2 separate regions of the Sus scrofa genome follow, and region 2 is linked to region 1. A link is a contact called in public HiChIP or PLAC-seq data. All regions are on one chromosome and are shown on one strand. The core of a region is the stretch at or near the end of the contact, and the rest is flanking DNA. Distances in the headings are between cores, read along the strand shown.

Region 1 (5,692 bases), core at 1,883-4,382:
GGCCATCCTAATCCTCAGGAAAATAGCACGTCTGTGCAGCGTGAGGAGAGGCCAGGCAGGTGTCCCACTAAGTTATTGGACCTGCTCTTAAGCACCATGCAACGAGGTGCCAACTGACCCAGGCTGGGAGAAGGCCCAGGGGGAGGGGTGGCCTGGAAGCCAGGAAGGGGCCAAAGAAAGCAAGCTGTAAGTGAGGATGGATTCAGTTTTCAGAAGTGGAAATATTCCTTCACTGGCTGATTTATAATCAGGAATGAGTGTAATTAAAAAATGGGAAATACCTGGCAATACTCTGCAGGACTAGGCCATTGTATTTTTCTTCCAAGGATAAATAACCTTCCTGCATTTCATTTTTAATTAACCAGAAGGTACAAACTAAAGTGAGATTGGGGAGTAGAAACGCAAACGCCATGGTGATTTCCAGATGGTGCTTTGTCCTCTCCCACCATGAGAACAGCGCCGGAGCCCTGGTGCCAGCAGTTTACAGCCTCTCCATAGGTGGACAGGTCTTGCTTCCTCTACACAGCAGGTCTCCAAGAGAGTGGGGCCAGCGGCCGCAGCATCGCCTGGGAACTTGCTAGAAATGCAGATTCTCAGGCCCCACCCCAGACCTGCCATCTCGCAGCCCGGGGCAGGGCCAGTGGGCTGTTTAACACGCCCTTGGGGATCCTCATGCCCACTCAGGTGTGAGAACCATTCCTCCTGCGTTGTGTGATTGAGGCTACAGTAAACCACCCCATAAATTAAAACATCTTCATGGCCTTGATTGTAATCCTGTCGTTAAACAAAATTTGATGACACTCTAAACTTGAAAACTTTAAAAACAATTACTTGCGTTTAAAAAAGCCTCAACTCGCCGTCCTTAAAAGTGATATTTTTACACCCTGAAGTCTGTTAGTAATGTTTCCTACTTCTGCTCTTGAAATCATGTTACAGCTGTATAAAGAATACTGTTCAGTATTAAAACAGATATGAAGAGACCATGAACTTTGTCCTGGTTTTTGATTTGGTATAAAAGGAACTAAAAACACAAAGACCAACCAAAACACAGCTCCCCGCTAATAAACATGGATGTGTGCATATGCCCGGGGGGCGGGCGGAGCTTACGCCTGGTGGAAGATCTGCATTCTAAATTGTTTCCTCGGGCTGAGCAAGTTCTGTGGACTCTTAAACCCCAGGACAGCCCTGCTGGGCATTCACAGTGTCATACAGCACAGCTGCCGTTGGGACAAGGAACCTGGGGGAGCACAGCCAAGAACGCAAAGGAATTGAGTCCCTTATTCCCACCTCACCATGAAGCATTGGCAGATGAGAATACTGCCTATCCGGACCGGTGGTCGAAAGAGCCTGCCTTCAACTCTGTAGGACAAGGTGACCAGGCTACGTAAGGTCCTTAAGGGCAGGAGCTAGGTCATTCCATTGGCCATCATCATCCTCATATTAATCACGCACCTCCTGTGTGCCAGGCACTGTTGTTAAGAACAGTGTGTTAACACATGTAGGACTGCAAACGGCTCTGCAAAACAGGGACACTTCCTCATTTCATAGCGTCTCAAGCCTATGCGTGAGGCAGCATCTCCCCAAGGTCCATCCACAGCTGGGGAGAGGGGAGCCGCCCACTGTGCCCGCGGGGCCTCACACAGAAGTCAGCCCAGCGGCGCTTCTGAGCTCTCAGCTTGATGTCCCCCTGACCTCAGAGCTAGGAGGGACAGAGGCAAATCTGTACTTTGAGAGTTACAGTCAATACTTGAGGAGGAGGACATGGTTCCAGGCATCTCCTGATAAAAGCACATCTCCCCATAGCCCCGGGGTGGGGGGGGAACAGCGGGAACCCTGTGGCATGGCCAGGGGGAGAAGCACATCCCCAAGGCTGGTGGTTCCCATTCTCCCAGCGCCTTGACTCCACCTGCAGCTCTGCTGTGCAGCAAGAGTGCTGTCCTTCCAGAGGTCCCACTGGCCGCAAGTCGTACGTAAAACACATTGGACATGTTAAAAGGCAAGGGCCGAACCAAAAAGGGGACGCACAGAAAGGAGGGCCCCGTGCACCCTGCCACCACGTTTCCACTTCCAAGAGGGCACATTCCAGATCAGTGCGCCCCCATGCTTGGAACATCCAGGCTGTCAGTTGTCTGGGGACAGGGCCCCACCTCTGCTGACAGCCAGGCGCAGGGTGGCCCCGTCTCGGGCAGGAGAGGCAGAGCTCAATCAAGTGTTCCCACCAGTACCTCCCAGGGAATGAGGGGCTCCAGAAGCCACCCTGGACCTGGACGTGTACTTCCCAAGCCAGCTTCTCTGACCTCTGCAATGCTTCCTCCCTCCCGCTCTCTGCCCACCATTAAATACTAGTCCATTCATGAAATTCACAGTAAGATCGGCTGGCCTTTGGGACGGGGTCACCACCTCTGCCAGGAGCAAATTTCTCCAACTTTCTATCTCATCAGTAGCTAATAAAGCTAATATTCGGCCAATACTTGATGTGAATCTGATGTGCCAGCAGGTCTTTGACCAAAGCCTTAGGGAACATGTTGGAAGTAAAACTGTTTTTATTCTCACATCCCTATGAGGGAAATACTGTGGAGGCCCATGTTATACCTGAAAACGGAGGCATGGAACCATCAGGAAATTTGCCCAAGGTAACAATTAGGAAGTGGTAGCTTCAGAATGGGAACCCAGGTCCGACTGGACCATTATGCAGCCTCTTGAAAAGCCGCCATCCAGGGGTCAGGGGTGGCATACACCATCCCTGGTTAGATTAAAGGGCATCTTTCTAACCAGAAAAATTGGTAAAGCTGAGGAGAGGAACAGACATCAAATAAGTTGTGGCAGCACAAGTTGACAGTGGACTAAAGCCTTGAACTAGAAGTGCCAGAGATAAAGGTGGACACCAACTATCTGGGGCTTGACTGTCACTCAACCCTGCAAGCCTGCTGTAGAGGTCCAGAAATCTGGTCACGGACCTCAGGCAGGTCAGCCTTGCTGATAAAATGTTCTGGAGCTTTTGTTTATTTGGCTGGAAATGTGCAAAAAATAAATGAGCCAAACTCATTATATAAACTCAGAAAAGCCTGGAGACAGTCAGGCGCGCAGCATGAGAGAGCTGTGGCATCTGAAGGCCGCTGTGAGCGCCCATGGCTGCCAGCATTCCTTATTCCTGAGATAACACTGCGCCACATGGAGGCCAGTGGGCCTGGGGCTGGCTCTTCTGGGAAGGCTTTCTGCTCCCCAGGTGCGGTGGGGCTTCCTGCCTGGGGCTCCCACTGTAGCTCTTGGCACACTGGCTCCTCTCTTTGCCCAGCTGTAGCTGCTCCCACCCTGGGGATATGGGCATCCCAAGGGCAGGGAGGCCTCTCCGCGTGCCCAGCTTCTGGCCAGACCCCCTTCAGGGCGACTTCACACTGTGAGTGGGGCCGAGTCCAGATTGCAGAAGGACAAGACAAAGGCAGGCCCAGCAGGCAGCCAGGCATCCACGTGAGAGCCCGGATACCCTCCAGGCCTGCAGGGCAGCTGTTAAGGCCTGGCTCCACAGGCAGAGTGTCAGAGCCAATCCCAGCAGCCCTTTCCTCAAGGGCCCAACACTCCGACCTGGCCAAACCCACAGCCTGAGACCGCGCAGAGCTGCCTGCCAAGGAAGGCTGTTGCCATTTCTGAGCAGGTGCTCTGGTGCCGTAGCATAAAGGAAAACTTCAGAGAGGGTGATGGAGAGGGAGGGAAGGAAGGGGATCAGGTGACAGCCCTGACTCTTCAATAGCCTCCGAGCTGGCCTGGGTATTTGGGGTGAGAAATGAGTTGGGCAGATGGGCTGGGAAGTCCAGCTGTCAGGAAGTGCAGCTGCCAGGTAAGTTTGGTGGAGGATAAACAAGCAATTGTATGGGAAAAGAACCACAAAAGAGCCCTTGGTACCAGCTTCTACAGGAGCCAAGGAAAGGGGGCCTAGTCAGCATGCAGGTGGCGGGGAATGGATGCCAGGGCAGGCACCTCTGATACTTTTGAAGGCTGCCAGGGGTCCATGGGTGGGCAAAGGGAAGGTTGCTCCAACAAAGGCACACACATGAGCTAAATGACTGGGTGGATAAGTGAATGCATTGAGTTGGGAGCTGGAGAAACTGGGGAACCAAAAACTGAAGCTCCTGCCAAAAAATACCCACCTGGGGATCCTACTGCCAGGGGCCAACTTGGAGGACCATCCAGTCACTGCTCTCCACCCCAGGGCTTGGGCCTCCTCTCAGTGACAGGGATGTATAAGCAAAAATGCCTCTCCCCCCACCCCCCACCAGGGCCAGCACAATCACACCAGCCCCAGGCTAGGTCTTAGCATCTCCCACTGGCCAGTCCTGGGCCCTAAGGGCACAATGTCCCCCCTTAGTCCCAGGGCCTGTTCTATGTTGCCTTCAGAGCAAGGCCAGAAGGACATTTAAAATTATGGCTCAGGCGACACACACACACACACACACACACACACACATCTGAAAGAAGCATTTCTCACACAAAACCTGCCCTTGTCTTGTATGAGGCAGTTATTTTTTTCAAAGCTGGTCTTTCTTTAAAAGATTTCATGACCCATAGTGGTTGTGCCTGCTATTAGTAAACACTGTCCTGGAAAAAGATCTTGGCCTTCCCCCACGCCTGCCCAGGTGAAGGTCAGAGTGGCACCTGAGCTGGTCATGGGCACTGGGGGCCAACAGTGGGGTGCTCAGGGCCTCTGAAGGAGGTGAGCCCCACAGGGTTCCAGGAGGGTGGATAGAGGCTGGGAGTCCTAGAGGGCGGGTCCAAATCCTGCCTCCCCCAGTTACTAGCTGCGTGACCTTGGATAAGTAATTTAACCTCTGAGCCTCACAATCCTAGTTTGTAACCAGAGATAAGTAGTCCCTCCCTCGCAGATTCGGGACTGTGACCTTACTGTCCCCAGCAGGGCTCTGGAATGTTTGTGGAACAGGCAGAGCAGGATGGGACACGGAGCAGCGGCTTCAAGTCCCTGAATCCCCGGGTTCACCTTGGTTTCCCAAATTCCAACGCTGCCTACGGTTCCTCCATGCAAGAGCCCTGGGGACACTGCGCACACAGCGTCCCATTCCCGCTCCCTGCCACGCGCGCAGGTCCCTGCGTCGCCTCGGTCGCCCCCTCCTCCCCCGCTGGCTCCAGCTCGTGCCCCCCGCCGCGCCCGGCGCGCCGCCGCCACCTGCGCCTTTTAGCCGGGCCCCGCTCTCCGCCCAGCCCTCCAGGAGGCCCCCGCCAGCAGCCGTGCACTCCTCGAGGCAAAAGCGAGGGTCCTTGCCCTCCCGGCCTCCGGCGCCCCCCTAGCGTCTTGCCTGTGCGGGGTGGGCGCGTGTAACCCCCACGAACCCAGTGCCGTCAAACTGCAGGCTCTAAGGGCGACCGCGTCCCGCTGAACGTCGCCCGGGCCCATCCGCTGCCCCGTGGACCAAAGCAGGCAGCCTGGAGCGCGGCCTGGCCCGGCCCAGCCTCCTGCCGGCGGCGCGGCGGGGCCTCTGGGGCGGCCTCGGGGCGGGGACGGCGCGGCCTCGCGGGGCCCACCCGGCTGGCCCGACTTGCCGGCCACGCCCGAGAAACGCAGCGGCCTCGCCCGGAGGGCGCGCTGGGCGCCCGGTAGTTGCCCGCGCAGTCACCCGCCGCTGGCCCGCGACGGACCTCGGTCCCCCTGCGGGGGCGCCCCGCCGCCCCCTGCGCAGCAGAC
Region 2 (5,692 bases), core at 2,298-4,797, 180 kb before region 1:
GTGGGGAGTTCTCACTGTGGTGCAGTGGAAACAAATCTGACTAGCATCCAAGGGGATTCAGGCTTCAATCCCTGGCCTCAATCAGCAGGTCGAGCATCTGGTGTTGCTGTGGCTGTGGTGTAGGCTTGCAGCTGTAGCTCTCATTTGACTTGACCCCTAGCCTGAGAACCTCCATATGCCATGGGTGTGCCCCTAAAAAGCAAGAAACAAACAAACAAAGAACCTTAAGGTACTCGAGACAAACTGGTCTTGGGGCAACTTTCCATGCAGCTGATCCCCATTGTGGCCACTAGAGGGCAGTGGTGTATACAAAAATGTGAGCTTCCACACATCCATCAATGGAGAAGACCCTGCAGGCAAACCCATTACAAGGGGAGGCACTCATTAATTATTAGAGCTGAGCCTCCTTCCCTTGCTCTTAAGCACCATATGCCTCAAGAGAAGGAAGAGACCATAGAGGGCTGGGCAGAGCTTGAGTTGGCCCTTAGACTGTGAGTGAGGTTCAGACACAGCAGCAAAGGGGGAAAGCCATTCTGTATGAGAAATCATGTTCAAGGGTGGGTGTTCAAAGACCCAGGTTGTAGAGTCAGGTTCACCCTCCAGGTTCTGCTACTAACATGTGGCACCCAAAGCAAGTCACTGGGCCTCAGTTTCTTCCTCTGTGAAATGAGGAGGTGAAGTGAGATGAACATTAAGGTATCTCCAACTTCAGCATTCACTCCATACTTTCAAGTGTAAATGCTGTGGGCCTCATGTTATCATAGGTTTAATGGGGAACCAATAAAGTAGTAAGATCCGCTCTGCTCCAAACACTTAACAATAACAGATAAAATACAAAATAAATAAATAAATAAAACTCAAAGACTTGTTCAAAAAGATCAGCATCTCCAAGGACTACAGCAGAGACCCAGGCTATGAGCTGGAGTGGGGATTGTGAAGCTCTAGGGTGGGGAGCAGGCAGAGGGTGTTGTGGTCCGCGTGCAGGTTGGAAAAACAATTTTCAGCCTTACAGCGAGGTGAAGAAAAAGAAGAGTCTATTGAGATAAGACACGCTGCTAGGCGGCAGATGGCTTCCTGATAATCAGGGAGAGCCAACCCTGAGCGCATGGTCATGTCTGTTTTTACAGCCCAGGGACAAAGGAGAGGGGAAAAGACTTAAAATACACTTACTGGTTGGTTGGAGGCATATACTACGGTGTGGGGTGAGGAGTGGGCCAAATACCTTTCCTAGCAGGGGGCAGGAAGGAGTAGGCCAGGTTGCTCAGGAGGTGCTTGAGAACCCTGTAACAATTGCAACTGGATGGAAGGGACACTAAGGGTCTGGTAATTTTCATCTCAGCCAGAGGTTCTTTGAGTTTATCTCATTGGAGAGGCCTTGAAGTCCCACAGAGGGGTGGAGAGCTTTTCTCCTGTGTGGGGCTCCCACACTCAAGATACAGAGGTTTAAAACACACAATGAACTGCTTCCAGGGCTGAGGCTTATACAAAACTTCTCATCCCTACATGAGGAAGAACCTGGTCCTGTTCCAGGCACAGCATCAGCAATATCCCCAGATCTTGACAGCATAGCTACCTGAGCTGACGATATAAAACCTGGTTCTGAACTGGGGGCTGTGGGCGTCAAGAGGAAGCTACAGCAAAACCACTAGGTTGGGAGAGGGTGGGCACCAGAGAGATCAAAATGACTAATAAAAACTTCCCCAAGAGAAAGACTAGGAAGAGCAGTCTAAAATTGCAAGTAAAAATGGAAAAGTGGCAGAAAGTGGATTCAATTCAAGTGAAGTGAAATGGTAGGGCAAACTGGCACTGACTTTTAAAATAAGTAACTCATTTATTCAGCAAATATCTTAAGTGCTTACATTTCTCAGATATTGTTTTAGGTACTGAGGGTATAATAATAAACAAAAAAAAATGACTACCTGCATAGAACTTACATTCTAGTGAAAGAGACAGGTAATTTTTCAAAATTGTACAATATGCCAAGCAGTAACAAGTGCTATGAAGAAATGTTTAAGATGCTCAAAGATCCTATATATAAACATACAAAACCATATATTTAAAACCTAAGTTATTAAAACAACAAACAGGCAAAATTTTAAAAAGCAACTTAGGAAAAAGAACCAATAAAGCAAAAAATACAGGCATTGAAATATGTAAACTCAGTCGTAGGGGATAAATGCTATGAAGTCATAGTGGAAGAGATTAATTAGAAGGCAGTACTGAAAAAATCACCCATGAAACAGCACAAAGAGGGAAAATGTATTTTTTAAAATATGAAAGAGCAGGTAAGTGGCACAGAAGGTAGACTAACAGGCATCAACATATAGCTAACAGGGATTCCAGAAGAAAGGAAAAAAGGAATAAGAGAGAAATGATGCCCAAAGAGATACCATCTGAAGTTTTCCACTATTAAAGTTAGAATTCTCCAGGAACTCTAAGTATGGATATGCAGAAACTTGTATTTTCACTATGATGTGTCGAGGTGCCCACATGTCACAGTGATGTAAGGACATGTAAGGATGAAGAAAACACATCATAACCAAGAAAATACTACTACCTACAAAAAAAGAAAAAAAAAAACAAAACTGCTAGCAACATTGTCAGCAATAGATGCCAGAAGACATGATAGAATTTCCGGCAAAGTCCTGAAAATTACTAATCAACACAGAACTCTGCTCAGCTAAACTACTGTTCATTCAAGAGAAGACAGATATAGATATAGATACACATTTCCAAGCACAAATGCTTCAAAGAAATTATAGCCCATGGGCCCAGGCAAAATAATTACTAAAGAATGATATCACAATGAAAATCACAAAACCTAAGAACCAAACAGCAAAAGCACAACATATCTGAACAATAATGTCAATAATGGTTTTGATATGTTGTTTTCAGCAATGAGCTGGGAATTATGTTAGGCATTTTCCAAGTAGTACCTCTTCCGGCCCTCAAAGTCAGGTTATGAACTAGACCTTGTTAACTCCTCTGTGAGGGTGAGAAAACTTTCTGGTAGCATAAGATAATCAAGCTGCTAGGGACTGAAGGCTTGTGTGCCCCCACAGTTCACATGGTAAAGTGCTAATCCCCAATATGATGGTATTAGACATGGACTCTTCAAGGGATAATTAGATTTTGATGAAGTTATGAGGGTGGGGTCCCCATGATGGGGTTAGTGCCTTTCTAAGAAGAGAAAGAGACGCCAGAGCTTCCTCTGTCTGCCACGTGAGGATACAGGAGAAGGTGAGCATCTGCAAAGCTCTCACCAGAACCCCACCGTGCTGGCACCCCAATCTAGGACTTCCCAGCCTCCAGACCCATGAGAAGTTTGTTGTTTAATACACCCAGACTTAGCAGCCCGAGCCAACTAAGACACATGCATAATAGTCTGATCTACATATAGACAGGGAGCCAGCGAAGCAAAGAGAGAGGTGCAGGTGGAGTTTTCTAACCCTTGAGAACAAGGACAGGGGCCTGTGCCAGGTACAAGCAGCTGTCCAACAGTGAGAAGACAGATGACAATCTCTAACTCAGAAGCATTTCATGCTGGTGGTTACCCTTTGCCCTACTCACCTTTCCCCTAAACCTTGAAGCACCACACTATCAGCACACCTGCCCAGCTCTTGGCCAGATCGGGTTACAAGCTGTAAATAAAGAGGCATTTACGGGACAGCATGTGGTCTGAGGTTCCCAAGCCTGGCTGTACCCAGGAAGCTCTGGGGGAGCTTTCCAGCACACAATGCCCACTCCCAGTCATAGTCATATTTGGCTGATCCCACAGCTACCTAGGCAATAGGATTTTTTAAAGCTCCTGGGCAAATACTGTTGTTCAATCACAGCTGAGAATCACTGGCCTAGAACAGGCCTGAGATGAAGGAAAACGCTCTTTCTGCCCCAACGGGCTGAGTCTGGGGACAGGGGCCTGAGAGGCCCTCTCCCAGGGGCCACTTTTCAGAGGCCACTTTTCTCCCAGGGGCCAAATTTCAGAGGCCACTTTTTTTGTTTTGTTTTGTTTTTGCTTTTCTAGGGCCGCACCGTGGTATATGGAGGTTCCCAGGGAAGGAGGCTAATCAGAGCTACAGCTGCCGGCCTACGCCAGAGCCACAGCAACGTCGGATCCAAGCCTCTGTGACCTACACCACAGCTCACGGAAACGCTGGATCCTTAACCCACTGAGCAAGGCCAGGGATCGAACCCACAATCTCATGGTTCTTGGTTGGATTTGGGTTTTTTTGGTTTCTTTTTTTCAGAGGCCACCGTTTTGACAGCTTTGGGAACTGGTTCCCCTTTCCCTGAAGGAAATGTGTAGCTCTTCTCTGAAATCAGAAAAGAGGAAGCATAGTGTGCTTGTCAGCAAAAGTAACAACTCTCCCCAAGGGGAGATGGGGAGATTTCTCTTCCCTTAACGTGGACAAAATCACAGGCCAGCAGCCTAGAATCAAGGTCAGGGTGAGGGGGCAGTTCAGTTCCTCACACGCACAGCCTCACATGGAAATGGCCCAGACAACATAAGTTCTGTTAAAACCTACCCCCTTGAGTGTGGAAACAAGGGAACCCTCCCACACTGTCGGTGGGAATGTAAACTGGTGAGGCTAGCAGGGAAAACAGTGTGGAGGTTGCTCAAAAAACTAAAACTAGGAGTTCCCATCATGGCTCGGTGGTTAACAAATCCGACTTGGAACAATGAGGTTGTGGGTTCGATCCCTGGCCTTGCTCAGTGGGTTAAGGATCCAGTGTTGCTGTGAGCTGTGGTGTGCGTTGCAGACACAGCTCGGATCCCGAGTTGCTGTGGCTGTGGAATAGGCTGGCAGCTACAGCTCCAATTAGACCCCTAGCCTGGGAACCTCCATATGCCACAGGAGCGGCCCTAGAAAAGGTAAAAAGACAAAAAAAAAAAAAAAAAACACAAAAAACTAAAACTAGAGTTGCTATATGATCTAGCAATCCCATTTCTGGGCATATACCCAGACAAAACTATAAGTCACAAAGATACATAAACCCCAGTGTTCAGAGCAGCACTACTTACCACAGCCAAGACATGGAAACAACCTAAAGGTCCATCAACAGATGAATGGATGAAAAAGATGTGGTGCATATATTCAATGGACTATTACCAGCCGTAAGAAAGAATGAAATAATGCTATTTGCAGCAACATGGATGGACTGAGAGATTATCAAACAAAGTAAGTCAGTAAGAGAAAGACAAATATCATATCATATTACTTCTATGGAGAATCTAAAATATGACATAAATAAACCTATATACGAAAAAGAAACAGACTCACAGAGAACAGACTTGTGGTTGCCGAAGAAGGGGGTGGAAGAGGGAAGGCTTAGGAGTTTAGGATTAGCAGGTACAAACTATTTTTTTTTTCTTTGCCTTTTCTAGGGCCGCTCCTGCGGCATATGGAGGTTCCCAGGCTAGGGGTCTAATTGGAGCTGTAGCCGCTGGCCTACACCAGAGCCACAGCAACGGGGGATCCGAGGCACATCTGCGACCTACACCACAGCTCACAGCAATGCTGGATCCTTAACCCACTGAGCAAGGCCAGAGATTGAACCCTCATCCTCATGGATCCTAGTTGGGTTCATTAACCACTGAGCCACAACAGGAACTCCGGTGCAAACTATTACATTCAGGACAGATAAACAGCAAGGTCCTACTCTACCGCACAGGGAACCATATTCTATTACC

What was found. HiChIP or PLAC-seq counts read pairs in DNA pulled down with a chosen protein or histone mark.
Region 2: a contact with region 1 is called in an H3K27ac HiChIP or PLAC-seq map of alveolar macrophages. The contact joins two enhancer-like sites. A contact is called at or near these places in 2 of 5 promoter capture datasets (fetal liver and liver), 19 of 47 Hi-C or Micro-C datasets (adipose tissue, blood, embryonic fibroblasts and 11 more) and 2 of 2 datasets of contacts at active chromatin or transcription factors (alveolar macrophages and skeletal muscle).

The regions. Positions count from the first base shown.
Region 1 is chr9:122,525,016-122,530,707 of Sscrofa11.1, reverse strand. No RefSeq gene overlaps it. Among named protein-coding and RNA genes, the nearest start is that of KIAA1614, 44 kb to the right of the region's middle. Within about 2 kb of position 3,132, at least 16 of the 83 cell types and tissues checked have an H3K27ac peak or open chromatin away from gene starts, as enhancers often do. A contact at or near this core is called in skeletal muscle, where this site is marked.
Region 2 is chr9:122,700,861-122,706,552 of Sscrofa11.1, reverse strand. All of the region lies in intron 1 of LOC102161394 (a long non-coding RNA gene), which reads right to left. Among named protein-coding and RNA genes, the nearest start is that of IER5, 70 kb to the right of the region's middle. Within about 2 kb of position 3,547, at least 12 of the 83 cell types and tissues checked have an H3K27ac peak or open chromatin away from gene starts, as enhancers often do. A contact at or near this core is called in skeletal muscle, where this site is marked.